Linked DNA regions of Cricetulus griseus: region 2 is linked to region 1. Evidence: chromatin contacts called from public Hi-C data. All regions are on one chromosome and are shown on one strand. The core of a region is the stretch at or near the end of the contact, and the rest is flanking DNA. Distances in the headings are between cores, read along the strand shown. Region 1 holds the start of LOC100754108. Region 2 has its middle 120 kb from the start of Slc2a1.

Region 1 (2,559 bases), core at 21-2,520:
AGAGATTAATAGCATCTATTCAAAGGATTCTGTTTCAAGGCAAATCAGTTTTAAAAAAAACGCAAAGTGCTTTTGAGTCCTGGAAATACATGCTGCCAGTCACCTGGTGCTCCAAGCCTGTTAGTTGACTTTGCCTTAAAGCGCTGTGGCATCCCTAAAGACAATCATTTTCTTTAAAAACAAAAAACAAACGACAACAACAAAACCAAAAACTGACATACTAGCCAGTGGGTCCTCCACAGGAGGAGCGAGGCAGCCCCTGCTGGCGACGTGGCAATCCCACGTCCTGAAAGCGCTACTCTTGGATTCGGGAGCAGGAAAAGCATGATTGGAGAACCAACCGGAAGGAAGATGCTGCAGAAGTGCCTGCCTAGCTTCTCACTTGGATACTTGCAATGAAGTAGGGCTAGGAGACCCAAACCGATGCCTCGGTTCCCTCTAGGAAGCCTTTCCAGAAGGAAAGGTCAGATTCTTCTCGGCTTGGCCTGTCACTACTGGCTGGACCTTTAGGGTTAGCATCTGCCCATAAGAACCGGATGAAGCGCCCCGAGTCCGCCAAGAGTTCCCTAGCCAAGAGGCCCCTTTCCTCCCTGCAGACTGGTCCCTGCTCTGCTCCCCGAGTTCCTCAGGTCGCCTCGGGCCGCCGGGCTCCGGGCCAGTCGCACCTTGAAGTAGGCGACTTGCAGGTAGTTGTAGGGACTCCTCTTGTTGAACTCCAGGTCCAGCTCTTCGCTCAGCAAGTGGGCAGCGGGCGGCCCGAGGCAGCGGCGCAGGCAGGCGGCACGGCGCAGCAGGGCCCCAAAGAAGCGCAGGTCGTTCAGGGCGGCAGCGCCCAGGTCCTGGCTTAGGTTGGGGGCCGGGCCGAGATCGAGGTCAGGAGCCCACGGGAGCTCGGCCGCGCAGCGTGTGCGGCAGCGCAGGCGGAGGGCTCGCAGGGCGGCCCGCGAGCGCAGCGCCCGCTCCATGCTCAGGACCACCCCGGGCCAGTCCCCGCGCGCGTAGGCGGCGGTCCCCTCTGCGTAAAGCAGGTCAGGGGCTGCCACGTCCCATCCCGGCTCAGACTCCTCTGCGGCCCGCGAGGAGGCAGCTGCGGCGACCGCCAGCAGCGCGGCCAGCAGCCTCCTGGCGCTCACCGCCATGGCCTTGCTCCTTCACTTAACGGGACAGCTCGCCTTGGGCACAATCCAGAGTCCCGCCCCACAGAAGCCACGGCCAGAGACGAGCCACGCCTCAGTCCAGGAGTCCGTGGCCAGGAAGCTTGCCTCGCCTCTTGCTTTCAGCCAATCCGAACACCGGCTCTTCGTGGGGCTCCGCCTCCAAGCTCAGGCACGCCGTTCAATGGCCCGCGAATGAGAAAGCTCCGCCCACAAGCTGTTGTGCGCCTGCGCTCGGACTGAGCTCCTCCCCCCACACCATCCGCCGCTGGCCGTGGGGCTGAAGGGCTGTCATGGAGGACCCGGCGACTCCCGGCCCGTTGGAAAAAGGCACGGCAAGTCCGGGGGTGCAGCAGGCGGCGGGTCCTGGAGGTAGGTGGGACTGGGTTGACCTGGGGATACGGTTGCAGCCGGGTGGCTGGTCTCTGCTGCCTCGCGGGAGGTTGAGGGCTACAACTTACGCCCGTGTTCCCGGGTGTGTGTCGCAGGAGCCCTGGTGGAGCTCACCCCGACCCCCGGAGGCCTGGCTCTGGTGAGCCCCTACCACACCAACAGGGTCGGGGACCCTTTAGACCTCGTGGCGCTCGCCGAGCAGGTGCAAAAGGTGAGGAATAGCTGTCTCCGTATTTTACCCTGCGTCTTTGAGCTCTGACCTTACATTTCATCTGCACTTTAGGTCAGCCAGTGAGCTCGGAAGTACGGGTTACCATTTCATTTCACACACGAAGAGGATCACTCTCCCCAGTTCTTTGTTGCAGTTGTTTTTGATACAGGGTTATCATGGAACCCACTGTTAGACTAGTCTGGTCTCCAACTCAGTTCCACCTGCCTCTGCCTCCGGAGTCCTGGGATTATAGGCGGGCGCCACCAAGCTCTGCTTCTATCCCAGATTATCCCAAATTCTTCAATAGTCAATTATTTTGTGCTGCTTCCCGTAAAATCTTTATCTGTTACCTAAGAGCTTGTGGGACTTGAATATATGCTTTCTCCTTCCTTTAAACAATTGGTGCCGGGGGTGTAGCTTAGTGGTTACACTTGCCTAGGTTGAATTTGATCCTCAGTACCACCTGCAAAAAGGCATAGGGTAAAATCCCCACTTTAGATTAAAACAAGAACAACAAAAACCGGAGACAGTTTCATCTTGTTGGATAGCCCAGACTGGCTTCCTATTCAGTGTCCCAAATGCTGGGTTGTTACAGGGGTGTGGCTGCTACACCTACTGAATTCCAATGAATACAGTATTTCTATGTCCAGAGCTTAGTTATGGGTTACTGTAACAGGTAGAATAAAGAAGATATGCAAGATAAGGGAAAAGGCATAAGTTTGGACACATTAGCTTTGGACAGATTGCTTCTCTCTGGTGGTCCAGTCTGTAAAATGAGAGGTTTGAGGTGGGAGAGCTCCT
Region 2 (2,559 bases), core at 20-2,519, 260 kb after region 1:
AGGTAAGTCTTTGGGTGTTTGAGGCCAGCAAGGTCTGCACAGTGAGCTTCAGGGCTACATAGAGAAATCCTGTCTTTTTTTTTTTTTTCTTGGTGTTTTAAGACACAGTTTCTTTGTAGTTTGGAGCCTGTCCTGGAACTTGCTCTGTAGAGCAGGCTAGCCTCGAACTCATAGAGATGCCCCTGCCTCTGCCTCCCGAGTGCTGGGATTAAAGGCGTGTGTCACCACCGACCCGCTAGAGAAACCCTGTCTTGAAAACCAAACCAAACCAAAATTAAAAAAAAAAAAGTGTCCTGCAAAGGAGGGAGAGCTTTCCAGAGGGAGAAGGGAGAAGTACAGGCTGGCCAGGCTGGGAACAACCCCAGGATGCCTACCAGATCTTAGTTGAATCACCGAACATAGGAAGCTATGGGGATGCCCAGGCACACTTGACGATGATATACTTTTAGTGACCCTACTGTAGTTGGAAAAACTAATTAAAAAACACACTCACTATTGATCTTGTGTGCACACCCCACAGTGTGTGTGAGGAGGTCAGAGGACAGCTTGTGGGAGTCCATTCTCTCCTTCCACTGTGTGCTTTAGGAGCTGAACCACATTGTTAGGCTTGCACAGTGAACACCTCTACTCCCTCAGCCATCCCACAAGCCTGGAAATCAAGTCTCCATGGGACCCCGGCACCCCTGAAACCAATTGTGTTAGGGTCACACTGCGTGGGTTTCCTGACTGACATCAAGTTGGCAGTTTTTCAGAAGAGCACAGATTCCTGCTTTGATTTCCTGTCGGGAATCCCACAGTTTTGGTTCATTTCCTGCATGTCAGAGTTGCTTTTGAAAAGCTTTTGGTTGCCTCCTGTGACGTCCCAGGCCCCTCTGTAAACTATTTCTGTTCAGAGCAGTAACAAGAGACTTTGTTAGTGATGTTTTAGGATGGGGAGTTGGGACATTACAAAATCTTGTAAGCCTTTGCCCACATCCTCCTGGGAGGAACTGCTTTGCCGGATAGAAGTTGGCTTGTGGGGGAGAACCGTTTCCCACCCCGAGTTCAGAACTGCAGTCTTTACTGCCCTGCCCTATTGTACATGTACTGCTTTTCTTTGATACAGGCTCCTCGGGAGCCTCTACCTCCCACGTGCTGGCATGGCAGGCACATGCCACTATGTGCCACCACGTCTGGCTGAGTTCTACTTTCTTCTCTGAACTGAGGATGTGAGAAGTGTAAAGAGGAAATGCAATTTAAAAGAATTTCCTTTCGAGTGACCAGTCCTCAGGGCAGTTCCTGCGTGATTGTGGTTATGAGGCTGGTTTATACTCAAATTCCTGGCCGGCTTGCCTAATCTTGTGGCAATGTTATGAAATCCTAACTAAATTTAGAGAAAAGGTCTGAGCAAAAAACCAAGATAACCCCCAAATTTATTACAATGTTGCTTAACCTCACCTCAAAACTACTGCTGAAGGCTTCCCCTTTGCTTCTCCAAAAGCTTTTCGTCTTAATTAAAAAAAAAAAAAAATCTTTCGGGGTGTGAGGGGTGGAGAGGGGCCTTGGTCCTGCCTCAACCAGATGATGGGACAGACTTAGTAGACTTCCTAGGGGAGGCCTTATGCTCATCAGGGAGCAGAAGGCAGGTAGGGTGAGAGGGGAAGTGGAGGGAGCAGGAGGAAAGGAGGGAGGGGGAACTGGGATTGGAATGTAAAAAATAAATTAATAAAAAAATAAAAGGGAAAAAACTTTTATTTGACTTTATTTTATATATGTCTGGGTGTTTTGCTTGCAATCATGTCTGTGCACCACATTTGTGTCTGCAGAGGCCAGAGCCACCGAAACTGGGGATGCAGATGGTTGTGAGCCTTCATGTGGGTGCTGGGAACTGAACCGAGGTCTTCTGGAAGAGCGGCCAGTGCTCTTAGCTGAGCACCGAGTCATCTCTCCAGGCCCTACTAGGTGTTTCCTAAAGGTCATGAGCATCTTGGCAATGTCAGTATCTTTGTTCTAAGAAACAGCCCTCCCTCAAAGGAACAAAAGATATGGAACCAAGTATGAGAGACCATAGCCTGAGAACATAGATTTAGGTTTCCACAAATACTTCGGTCCAACTTGATTAACATATTGATGAAGTTCTATGGGAACAGAACAAAAGAACAGATCAAGACGCTTTTCATTTACTTTGGTGGGAACATCACGCAGGTGGCAGCCAAGTCGGAGGGATCCAGCTATAAGCCTCATGCTGTCGGATGGTGTTCTTAGCCTTTTGGTTAGGAAACTAGGGGCCCAGGGGTCTGTACAACCAAAGGATTCTCTGACGGTCACAAAGATGTTAGGTCACACACAGAGGAGTGTGGCAAGTGGCTATTGAGAGGGTAAAGATGCTCCAAGATAATATGGCTCAGGACTTGCCACATTCTCTCCATGTCACTGAAGTTCTCTGTCAGTTAGTTGGTCAGCGCTTGTGGTCACAGCTTCTTTCCAGGAATTCCCCTTCCTATTTCTTACAAACTCCTTGAATGAGACTGGAAAGTCAGAAATGGAATGAGACAGTTAGAATTGTTATTGGATTTGTAT

What was found. Hi-C and Micro-C count contacts between places; a contact is called where the count stands out from the background.
Region 2: a contact with region 1 is called in a Hi-C map of fibroblasts, with 10 times the contacts expected there. The contact joins the enhancer-like site here to the promoter of LOC100754108 in region 1. A contact is called at or near these places in 6 of 8 Hi-C or Micro-C datasets (the CHK-Q cell line, the CHL-YN cell line, the CHO-K1 cell line and 2 more).

The regions. Positions count from the first base shown.
Region 1 is chr2:32,928,869-32,931,427 of CriGri-PICRH-1.0, forward strand. It overlaps LOC100754108, which reads left to right and starts at 1,271. Exons shown (of 4, transcript XM_027399093.2): 1 at 1,271-1,526; 2 at 1,643-1,758. The coding sequence starts at 1,448. It overlaps P3h1 (prolyl 3-hydroxylase 1), which reads right to left and starts at 1,193. Exons shown (of 16, transcript XM_027399090.2): 1 at 666-1,193. The coding sequence starts at 1,139.
Region 2 is chr2:33,190,567-33,193,125 of CriGri-PICRH-1.0, forward strand. No RefSeq gene overlaps it. Among named protein-coding and RNA genes, the nearest start is that of Slc2a1, 120 kb to the left of the region's middle. Within about 2 kb of position 1,270, at least 1 of the 6 cell types and tissues checked has open chromatin away from gene starts, as enhancers often do. A contact at or near this core is called in fibroblasts, where this site is marked.